Linked DNA regions of Muntiacus reevesi: region 2 is linked to region 1. The links are chromatin contacts, called in public Hi-C maps. All regions are on one chromosome and are shown on one strand. Each heading gives the region's core, a stretch centred on a gene start, on an enhancer-like site or on the middle of the called end of the contact. The rest is flanking DNA. Distances are from core to core; before and after follow the strand shown. Region 1 holds the start of RRH (retinal pigment epithelium-derived rhodopsin homolog). Region 2 holds the start of SEC24B (SEC24 homolog B, COPII coat complex component).

The links. Hi-C and Micro-C count contacts between places; a contact is called where the count stands out from the background.
Region 2: a contact with region 1 is called in a Hi-C map of muscle, with 6 times the contacts expected there. The contact joins the promoter of SEC24B here to the promoter of RRH in region 1. A contact is called at or near these places in 2 of 3 Hi-C or Micro-C datasets (blood and muscle).

The regions. Positions count from the first base shown.
Region 1 is chr16:15,278,574-15,284,904 of mMunRee1.1, forward strand. It overlaps RRH (retinal pigment epithelium-derived rhodopsin homolog), which reads right to left and starts at 2,202. Exons shown (of 7, transcript XM_065907171.1): 1 at 2,075-2,202. The coding sequence starts at 2,111. It overlaps GAR1 (GAR1 ribonucleoprotein), which reads right to left. Exons shown (of 7, transcript XM_065907174.1): 5 at 6,263-6,331; 6 at 2,634-2,699; 7 at 1,951-2,271. The coding sequence ends at 2,258.
Region 2 is chr16:15,587,304-15,593,153 of mMunRee1.1, forward strand. It overlaps SEC24B (SEC24 homolog B, COPII coat complex component), which reads right to left and starts at 1,252. Exons shown (of 23, transcript XM_065907541.1): 1 at 967-1,252. The coding sequence starts at 1,093.

The sequences.
Region 1 (6,331 bases), core at 952-3,451:
AACATCACCGGAAGAAATATCAATAACCTCGGATATGCAGATGATACCACCTTTATGAGAGAAAGCGAGAGGACCTAAAGAGCCTCTTGATCAAAGTGAAAGAGGAGAACTGAAAAAGTTGACTTAAAACTTAACACTCAAAAAACTAAGAACATGGCGTCCGATCCCATCACTTCATGGTAAATAGATGGGGAAACAATGGAAACAGTGAGACTTTACTTTCTTGGGCTCCAAAACCACTGCAGATGGTGACTGTGGCCATGAAATTCAAAGATGCTTGCTCCTAGGAAGAAAAGCTATGACCAATCTGGACAGCATATTAAAAAGCAGAGACATGACTTTGACAACAAAGGTCCATCTAGTAGCTATGGTTTTTCCAGTAGTCATATATGGATGTGAGAGTTGAACTATAAAGAAAGTTGAACAGCAAAGAATTGATGCTTTTGAACTGTGGTGTTGGTGAAGACTCTTGAGAGTCCCTTGGACTGCAAGGAGATCCAACCAGTTCATCCTAAAGGAGATCAATCCTGACTGTTCATTAGAAGGACTGATGCTAAAGTTCCAACACTTTGGCCACCTGATGTGAAGAACTGATTCCTTAGAAAAGACAGTTGCTGGAAAAGATTGAAGATGGGAGGTGAATGGGACGACAGATGGTTGGATGGCATCACCAACTCTACAGACATGAGTTTGAGCAAGCTCCAGGAGTTGGTGATGGACAGAGAAGTCTGGCGTGCTGCAGTTAGTGGGGTCGCAAAGAGCTGGAGACAACTGAGTAACTGAACTGAGTGACTGAAATAGATATACCCAAGGAAAAGGTGAAGAAAACCTCAAAAGTGCTCAAAAGTGGTTTGTCTACAACCTATCACTACTTCTACACAGCCATTTTAGACTTTTTTTTTTTAATGTTAAAAAAAAAGTGTAGGAACTGTGTATTATTTGTCCTTAGGACAATACCATAGTCACTTTGGTGGTTACTATGTCTTTTATAGAACAAGAGTAAAAACCCTGGCCCTAACTGAAAGTTTCAACCCAAGGATTCTAAATCAAACAGATTCCTTTCCCAAGTTGTAATAGCATAACTGCTTCTGTGAAAAATTTTCAACATATTTGATCATCATATATATTTATGTTTTACACATTTATTAATCCTGCTACAATTCCATTAATCAAAAAGCATAAGGAAAACCCAAATACTGACTTAGGCAATACTATATGCTACTCAAATAAGCATTCAAGAGTTAACCAAGTATTAAGTAAAGCATGCTAGAAAACTGAAGAAATAACACAACAACTCATTCCTTCTAAGAATGAACCATGTTGGGGAGGGAGGGAGGGTGGGAATCAATGGCAGGGGAAATTATCCTATATCACAGTATTCTAACTTATTAACATCTTGATACTATAACAGCATTGAAGACCACAACCAATTTCATTTGTAATGTCCCTACCCAAGAATACGAACATGTAGCAAGCGATCAAATATTTATGGTCAGTAAAACTTTAAACCTGGAGTCCCTTAAAAAAGGAAAATAAAAACATTCAGTGAAGCTTTCAACATTCCATCTATATTGAATGAAAAAGTTAAATATTTCTTCAGAAATGTCTTGAATTTCTAGTTCTCAACCTGAACAGAGCTGTTCCAACTTTAATAGATTCATAATTAATACTAAAACTTTCTAATCAATTATGAGTTACAATTAGAGAAGTTGTCTTACTTTGATTTGTGTCCTAACACACAAAAGGGAAAAAATATGATAAAGTGTGATGTTCTCATATACAAAAGGCAAACATTTTAAAGGGAGTGTTAATTTATAAATAATGTGAAGTACTGCTCTACTAGCCTGTTTTTCTTTAAAGCTCAGTTAGATATATAAACATCCTCTTTTTCTATCTTAAATCTACTGGGCTGTCCCTTAAAAACTCTGGTTTAATAAACACAGCTCTAAATTACTTAAAGAAATAAAACACTTTATTTACAAAATTCGAATATGCTCCAAATAAAAGCTGTCCCTTTATTAAACACCCACAAAGTTCCGAACATTATACAAAATGTTAAAACACTTATTCATACTCTTTTGAAGCAAAGTTGCCTGTTTGGCCGCACTCATTTTTGCGTGACGTTGACATTCAGCTCCACTTTTCTAAAACGACCAGTTCTTCAAAATTTGCTCAAGAAACAAGTTTCTGATCCACTGAAGTAAATTATGAGGTTAATGCAGAAGTCAACTGGTGAAGTTTCTGTCAACTGTTACACTTAATGTCCTCTTCCTGATAGGAAAAAATGAAAATATTAAAAATATAGAAAAGTGAACTTTAAATAACACTATTACCCAAAACTCAAGTTTAAAGTCAGCATTAGTTCTGGTTAAGTTTAACAAACATACTTTACCAAATTTAACTATCATTTATATTACCACCTTTTTGCTTTTTAAATTAATAATATAGCAAAGTAAAGCAGAAACAGGTGAAAAAATTCAAAGGTAAAAGTGATATAAAATGAAACTGTATATTAGGTTAAAAAAAAGGAATACCATGGTGTTCTACATACTTGCTGGCAAAAAGAAATAAAAGTTACTAGACAATACCATTTCTAGAAATTCAGTTATTTCAAGTTTTTTTTTCCCACTCACCTCTGAAACCACCACCCCCTCTTCCTCCTCTGAAACCTCCACCTCCTCTTCCACCTCTAAAACCACCTAAAATTAAAGGAAATATTCATTAAATAACTGTAACCTATCACATTTTGGTAAGCCTATAAACATCAATATATTTCCTACAATTATAAAGAATAGTGTTGTTACAAAAGTCACTGCAGTTTCAGACCCTGAATTTTAAATTATAACTAGGCTCAAGCACTTCCTTAATCAAAATAGGAAGCATTACAACCAACACGCTTTTGCCAACGAGAGATACGTTTGTTTATTCCTATAACATAAAAACTCATGCCATGGGATTCAACAAACTCTTGGAGAGCATTTTCTGTATCCTTCTGGTTGTGGAAACTTCTTCCCTGCAAAAAGTTGTCAAGGTGCTTGAAGAAGTTGTAGTCGTTTGCCAAGAGGTCAGATGAATTAGGCAAGAGGTCAGATGAATTCAGCAAATGAGGCAAAACTTCACAGTCCAATTTGTTCAAGTTTTGAAGCGTTGGCTGTTCGACATTAGGTCAAGTATTGTCACGGGAAAGAATAGGGCCCATTCTATTGATACGGCTGCAGGCACTGCAGTTTTCGGTGCATCTCATCAATTTGCTGAGGATACTTCTCAGATGTAATGGTTTCACCGGGATTCAGAAAGCTGTAGTGGATCAGAAGACTGGCAGCAGACCACCCAACAGTGACCACGACCCTTTTTTTGGTGCAAGTTTGGCTTAGGGAAGTATTTTAGAGCCTCTTCTCAGTCCAACCACTGAGCTGGTCATTGCTGGCGTCATATAAAATCCAATTTTTGCTGCAGGTCACAATTCAATCAAGAAATGGCACATTGTTGTTACAGAGAATAAGAGAGGATGACACACTGAAATGATTTTTTTTATTTGCAATCAGCTCATGAGGCACCCTCTTGTCAACCTTTTTCACCTTTCCAATTTGCTTCAAATGTCAAACAACCATAGAATGGTCAATGGTAAGTTCTTAGGCAACTTCTCATGTAGTTTTAAGAGGATCAGCTTGAATGTGGTTCTCAACGGCTTGGAGTCACTTTCCGTTGGCCAGCCTCTGCACTCCTCATCTTCAAGGCTCTCATTTCCTTTGCAAAACTTCTTGAACCACCACTGAACTGTACATTCACTAGCAATTCCTAGGCCAAATGAGTTCTTAATGTTACAAGTTATCTCCACTGCTTTATGACCCATTTTGAACTCGAATAAGAAAACTGCTCAATTTTGCTTTTTGTCTAACATCATTTCCATAGTCTAAAATACAAATAAAATAAACAGCAAGTAACATGTCATTGTTGTTGTTGTTCAATCACTACATCACTCTGTGACCCCATGAACTGCATGCGGCACACCAGGCTTCCCTGTCCTTCACTATCTCCCAGAGTTTTCTCAAACATGTCCATTGAGTCAGTGATGCCATCCAACCATTTCATCCTCTGTGGCCCCTTCTCCTCTTGCCTTCAATCTTTCCCAGCATCAGGGTCTTTTCCAATGAGTCAGCTCTTCACATCAGGGGGCCAAAATACTGGAGCTTCAACTTCAGCACCAGTTCTTCCAATGAATATTCAGGACAGATTTCCTTTAGAATTGACTGATTTCATCTCTTGCAGTTTAAAGGATTCTCAAGAGTCTTCTCAAGAGCACCACAATTTAAAGCACCAGTTCTTTGACACTCAGTTTTCTTTATGGTCCAACTCTTACATTCATACATGACCACTGGAAAAACCACAGCTTTGACTAGATGGACTTTTATCAGCAAAGTAATGTCTCTGCTTTTTCAAACACTGTCTAGGTTTGTCACAGCTTTCCTTCCAAGGAGCAAGTGTCTTTTAATTTCGTGGCTGCAGTCACCGTCTGCACTGATTTTGGAGCCCAAGAAAATGAAATCTGACAGTTTGCACAATGTCATTAGCAAAAAATATAAAGCAAGAAATGTGCATTAAAATGAGGTATAATACAATCATATTCATTTAAGAATGTATTCTAATATCAAAGGGCAAAGTTCAACAACGCAAAACTGCAATTATTTCTGCACCAACCTAACATATATTCACATATTTTATCTCGCAGAATTTTCTAAAAGATAAAAATGGAGAAACAGTAGTAGTTTCTCAAACCAACAGAAAGGTAAAATCCTAGGTTACAACTTTTTAAACAAGTTTTAATATATTAGAAAAGCTTGTTACTTTAAAGTTCAGTTTAGCCCTATTGTTAAATGTATGAGTACCTCAACTTTTGCTTAAGGTATACACTTTTTAAACTGCACTAAGGCTTTTTAATCCTAAGAACAAAAAGTAGCAGACATGGGTGGTTTGGTTCTAGGAGTACTACCATGCCTGCTAAGTTGCTTCAGTCACGTCCGACTCTTTGTGACCCAATAGACTATAGCCCACCAGGCCCCTCTGTCTATCGGATTCTCCAGGCAAGAATACTGTAATGGGTTGGCATGCCCTCCTCCAAGGGATCTTCCTAACCCAGGGATCGAACCCATGTCTCTTATGTCTCCTGTATTGGCAGGTGGATTCTTTACCACTAGCACCACCTGGGAAGTACCATGGATACAACATTTAAGGCTAACTGAGCTGGAAACATACACACTGATGTTCACATGCTGACGAGCTTTGAAATTTAAAAATTTTGAATTATTTTTTCTATTATCCAACACATTTGGCTTCCTACTGCAGTCCCTACTTTTACTTATTTTGGGGGATAGCTTTGTAAAGAATGATGAAACATAAAAAGAGAAATAATAAAGAAATAAACACATATATCCAAAATACTAATATAAAAAGATTAAGATTTTAAGAAAATAGAGTTGCAAATTTTTAAAATTATATATAGAAGACTGAATATAGAATGGGAATGGGGGGATCTCCATTCAAATTCTCAAAGGGATACTTCCAAAGAAATAAATATGTACATATCTCTTAAGAGATTATCTCCAAGTTACCTGGATCCCAAAAAGGCACATTTACAGAGTGAAATGTTCATTAAATTGAGAGGCAAAAGTGAAAACAGAATTCTCTTTTCTAATACAGTAACCCACTTGGCAGCTCCTCTTCCTTACCACTTTGGCTCTGCCCATCATCCTGTCACCCACCTAACACATCATTCCCAAACGCTGCATCCCAGCTCATCCCCAACCTGGCTTATCACCTGGCTGCCTGCACAATAAATGTATCAAAGCTGTGGGGAAATACATAACATCAACATACTGAAATCAAAGCAATGAATTTATTGGTGATAGTCTTTGACATGACATCAGAAGATACTGGTTTTATTTCTGAGCCACCAATTGTTTGATTAGGACAAATTAACATTTCTAAGCTTACATTTCCTCATCCATAAAATAAAGATATCACTCACCTTCACGAAGTTTTGCTAAACACTAATTAAAAAATTAAAATTCAATTAAGCTAATCCTATATGTTATAAAAAATAAGCATAATTACTATGGTAATCTGCCAAGATTTGAAAAGAGCCTTACTAAAAGAAATAAATAACCATAAGGGAGGTTGGCTTATATTCAAAATTAAATTGTACTCTTTAAATAGGCTGTGACTTTGAAATCTCTTTAGAAATTTTCCTCCATGGGGAACTTACCACCTCTACCACCTCTGCCACCTCTGCCTCTTCCTCCTCCTTGACCTCCCCTGCCACCGCCTCTTGGAG
Region 2 (5,850 bases), core at 2-2,501, 310 kb after region 1:
ATTCAGTCAATTAGTGTCGAGCGTTCTCATCGGAAATATTACCGTTTATACAGAGACGGCCCCTCTCCCCGGGCCCCATCCACTAACTGAGGGAATGGATATTCTACAAGCATCATTTTTCAGCGGAGACTGTTACGTCCCCAAAGCCCACGACCTTAGGCTGAAAGCGGCCTTCACGTTGCAATGCCTGCTGCCGGTATGAAGGCCTTGCCTCCAACAGGGCCAACTCTGGCACGTTTTTGTTTCTGAAAGTGAAGCTGGGGGACGGGGGAGAGGCGGGGGACACCCAGATCTAAAAGTATTCGTTTAAATCCGTTTGACACCTGCTCCTTTTCAAACACGACCAGCCAGTTCCAGACGCTCGAGTAGCGGCCGCAACAGCAACGACAGATCTCGAAGGCCGAACTGGGTCAGGGTTACAGTTACACTCGTGTTGCCTATTTACACCCTTTGTCTACAAACTTGAGCACAAACTGAAGTTTCCTTCCAGGCAGCGTGCTCGCCGGGCCTCAGAAATCAGAGCAATTTTCCCCGAGACAGGAAGGGCACAACCCTCCTCAGCTCCATGGCTACAAGCAGCCTCCGCCGGACCACGCACTCTGCGGCCCCGGGTCTCTCCGCGACAGGGGTCGCTCGGGGCACCTCGCCCGCGCCCGGGGCTGGATAACCGCGATTCACGTGGTCTCTGGGCTGCCCCCTTTCAACGCCCCAACTCGCCCCGGCGGTTTAGGGCCTGGGGCCACACTCCAGAAGCAGCCGCAGCCCGCGATGCCCCGGGTCGGCCCCGCGCCGGGGCGTCCGTCCCCTCTCTCCCCGCCCCCCGTCAGGCTCCCGCCGTGCGCCCCCCGCCCCCAGCCCGGCAGCCCCCAACTCCCGCCGCCCGCCGGCCCTCCCCGCCGGATCGCGCCGCGCAGGATGCCCCGCCGGCAACTAGGCCCCGCGCTCCGCCCCGGCCGCCCTCCTCACCGTTCTGCTGGTGCGGCCCCGGGCCCGGGCCTGCCGGCGCGGCGGCTCCTGAGGCGGCGGCTCCGCCAAGCTTGGGCGGGATCCGGGCGCTGGCGGCCGGATGAGGGGACCCGGCGGGGGCCGACATGACGGCGCTGCTGGCGGCGGCGGTTCGGCTTCGGCAGGGTGGGCGGAGGAAAAGGGAAGGCGGGGCCGGAGAGGCGAGAGGAAGAGGAAAGAACGCGGCCGGCGTCACCGAGGGAGTCACCCGGGACCGCGGCTGGAATGCTCACGCCCCACTGCGCAGCCCAGCCGGGCCGCCGCGGGCACCAGGACCCTGCCCCTCCGCCGCCCCGAGCGCGGAGCCGCGGGACTCCCACCCCCGGTAGTTCCCCTCAGGCACGGGCTGCGCTCGCCGCAGCGCCCCCTCCAGGCGGAGCCGGGCGCACCCAGGCCGGAGGCGGGGCGCGGGGCGGCGGCCTCCCCGGGCGAGAGTGGTGGACCTGGGTCGAAGGGGCGCGAGGCGGCGGTGGGGACGGAGTTCGAGAGCTGCGTGCGGAGCCCAGCTCCGGAGCCCAGGGATACGTCTGGCCGGACTGACCCCAGTCACCCTTCCTCCGAAGAGGAACCCGGGGTTTGTCTTTGTTTTTCTAATCTTGAGGTGTTTTCCCCCTTAATATTAAATTCTGAAGGAAATAGGCATCCAAGCGCCCTGCCCTTCGGCAATTATAATGCAAGGCAAAGGAAAAAGAAATATTTCTCTATGATAAACACAGAATCTCAGTCAGAACGGAGAACTTTTCGCACTGACTTACATACTGGGAAGAGCAGAGGGGAAGATGGAGTAAGGGAAACTGAAAGACAAACTTCACCTCCTCGAGATTTTTGCCAAGGGTTGGCTCATCCTGCTGGTATTCAGAAGAGAAGCTGTAGCACCCAAAGCAAGAACTCAGCTTCGTGTGTCCCCGTGAGGGAAATCTTTGAATCTCTGGCATGTCCCAGCATGCTAACTGGCAAGCAAGCCCTGGACTACATTACCCAAGTCGTTTTGCCATCTTATTCTGGCCACACTTACTCTGTGTTAGAAATGAAATTGTTCAAAAACATCGAATTCCGAATGGAATCTAGCAAGATGATATTTCTAATTACTGAATGATTATACCGACCATAAAGTGAGTTGTAGAAGAATGCAAAGTTCCCCTTTTAATTGTTGCCATGAATTAATGATACTTGGTGCTTTAATGCACCACATGAATCACAAATAAGGTTTCAGTAGTTGAATTTGTAGGTTTTCTTTTTGGAATTTATGTTTATTATTTCCACAATTCTGGTTAATTTTTCGTTTCCATTTTATACATTTACACTAATAAAGGACCCAAACAGTACCAAATGCTAAAATATACTAGTTCCTGCATGTGGAAGATACGTTGTCAGATTCTTAGGTTTAAAGCCTATGAGTTTGTTAAATGTAAATTTTCAGAATCTTTAGAGAAAATTACACATATAAGACGATCCTGTCCTAGAAAACAGTATCACATTGGTAAAAACTACTTGAATTTTTAACATTTTAGGTAGATAATAAAAGAAATACATTGTAAGAGAAAATAGTATAATGGGCTATCATATACTTATCAACAAGTCAACATTTGTCAATTCGGGATAATCTTGTTTCATCTATACTGGCACCAACCTCTACTCTCCTGAGATTATTTTGAAACAAATCTCAGACATACTATTTTATAGGTAAGCATTAAACATGTATCTTTAAATGCATAACATAATCACAATACTGTTACACCTAAAATCATTAAAAATAATGTATTTGTATATCATCAATATACAATTAACAGTTGTGTTTTGTAGTAGTTTGTACTTTGGAGTTTTAGGATTTTCAACAATACATTATATTTCATCTACACAAAATGAGCAAGTGCTTTTCCACAGCATTAGAAGCTTTTCCACAAAACCTAAGCCTCTGTGTGAGCAAAAGGTCACACCTTGCTTCATCAAGAAGATTATACAATAACAGTTTTCAACACTTCCTGGGAGTCCTTTGAAAAGTGGCTCAGGAAAAAAAAAGCCCCTTAAGGGAATAATTAGGCAGTTGGCTTTCTGCCCCTGGAATGTATCCTCTTGGGTGTAAGAAGCCCATTTTAATCACAGGTGTAGGGGATGAAGTTGAACCTTGTCTCTTTAGGGGAGACTCTTCTAAGAGGAGGACTAGAAGGCTAAGTTTTAACACTTCTTCCCCACAATCTTTTTTTTCTTCTTTTGGCCAGCCATGGAGAATCTCAGTTCCCCAACTAGGAATCGAACCCATGCTCCGTGCTTTGGGAGCAGAGTCTTAACCACTGGACCCCCCTGCAATCTTTATCACCTAAGCTGCTTACACTTCTCCACTAATTCATCGTAATATTTTCTCGCATTTTTATGAGTCTTTTTTGCATGACAGATTCTATAGTCTTTATGAAAAATATGTTATTTCACTCTACTGCTTCAAGACCCACGACTGCTGTCAGCCAAGAAGAGGAAAAGGATGAAGGACTGAATGAATGCTTACTATGTACCAGGCACTGTGCTAGTCTCTTTAGATATATTTCCACCCCTTTAGATATATTTCCGCCCCCCCATTTAATCCTCACAGTAACTCTATGGGATATTTTTCTTATCCCCATTTTACCAGAGGAAACTAAGGCTTATATAAAGTTTAAGTAATCTTGGTAAAAATCATGAATCTGTAAATAGCAGATCCAGAGCTTAAACCAGAGTCTATTTAGCATCAAAATCTTTGCTGTATTCACTACAAGCTATAGTTGGTTAATTTACATTTTTCCTCATAAAGCTATGCTAATTACAACGTACTATTTTGCTTGTCAAAAGATTTTCAGTTTTACATATGTAGAATTTGTTCCAGTATTCTTTTGAATGGTGAATCTTAAAGTGTTTGAAATGCAAATTCTCAGGTCCCACCCCAGACCTACTGAACTCTGGAGATGGGACCCAAAAGCAAGCCCTCCCAGTAATTCTGGTGTACTGGAAAATTTGAGAACCACTGCTTTGAATAGCAAAATGCAGCTGAATCTGTTCCATTCTTTTTTTACATTGGGGGATAATAGTTCTTTTCTTCAGCACATTTCTCCAATTTTTTGTCAATTATTGAAAGTGATATTTTGTAGGTGTGTGATTACAGTGCCAGAGTGCCCAATATGGTAGTGTCAATCCTGCTTGTTTTGATGGGCAATGCTGAAACCAGGTCTGTGTCCAAAAGGAAAAAATGCTGTTATTGAAAGTGAGCTCTGCCACAGGTGCAGGAGGGACATTTTTGCTGAATGTCAAATTCTGACATGTGCCACTATTTGTCACCCCCAATTCGGGACTCATATTCTCTGTAGCAGAAGTTGTGGGAGGCTTGAACAACTGAACACCTATTTTTATATCCAAAAAATGCTAATCTAGTTCCTTCTTTGTTGTGTCTGGCTTCCATCTTCCACAGCTTTTTCACCCCCTCTAGTTTTTAAATCACATTTGGCCTTTGTAGAACACCTTCCCTCTTTTAGTGGCATTCCCTATTAGGAGTCCCTCTACCAATATGAAGACACAGTTTTCTTTTTTCTTCTCCTTATTCTGATCTGTTTACACATTTATTGCATTTTTAATAAGCCAGGTATTGGGGATACAAAGATTAATAGTATGTAACCTGTCCCCATTTATATATGTGTACATACATATCTTTTACATATATCACTACTGACTTTCTTATACATGGATTTCTTTGATTTTTCTTTTTCTTTAAACTTACTTTTATTTTTTTCTCATGTTCCCTGTGTATCTTCATTCCTTTTTTTCCTTAGAGCATCCTAAGTTGAGTTCCAAGATTCATCTTATGGCAGGAAGAAATCATTTCACTGTTGTTCATATCAGTTGATCACCTATGTTGATGTCATTTAACTAGCATTGAAGTCTGAAGTATCTAAGACAACCAAGATCCTAAAAGATAAAAAAATGAATAAAAGGGTGGGACTATTAGTCAAATAATAACCACATAGCCTGTGTGCAAAAAGTGCACTTACAGAAAATCCTCTCAAGTTCTCACTTAGACTATTTGGCTGTTATTTTAGCTATACGGTAATTTCTGTGGCTCTCCAATCACCCAGCCCACAGCAGGTTAGAAAGAATAAATCATAAGGCAGAGGAAGGAAACACTGTGGATATAGGCACAATGACAGCAGCAACACCTTTGGTTGGTGGAATAAATAAACCAGAGACAAGAATATTGGGGAAAAGGTATAAGTGAAAATGCATAGCAGCCTGAGGCAATTAGTTCAATGGAACAACCTTATATATTCCACTGAGACTATGATAAACATAGCCCACAGGTCTCTACCATCTGAGAATTTCTAAGCTGGTATTCTGAAGGGAATTGAATAGAGCAGACTCTCATTTACTGAGCATCTACTATATAACTTGAAAACTCTTTAGAATATCACTCTTTTATATACAGATATTCATAGCTTTGCCTCTCAACTACTGCTGCTGCTGCGTCACTTCAGTCGTGTCCGACTCTGTGTGACCCCATAGACGGCAGCCCACCAGGTCCCCTGGTCCCTGGGATTCTCCAGGCAAGAACACTGGAGTGGATTGCCATTTCCTTCTCCAATGCATGAAAGTGAAAAGTGAAAGTGAAGTCGATCAGTCCTGTCTGACTCTTAGCGACCCCATGGACCGGAGCCTACCAGGCTCCTCCATCCATGGGATTTTCCAGGCAAGAGTACTAAAGTGGGGTGCCATTGCCTTCTCCATCTCAACTACTAAGAAATCTAAATTATGCTCTATTCTCTGTTTCAGAAAACAGGGATATACAAGCCATTTTTAGAATCTTAGAAACTTTCACATATGAACAGGTTA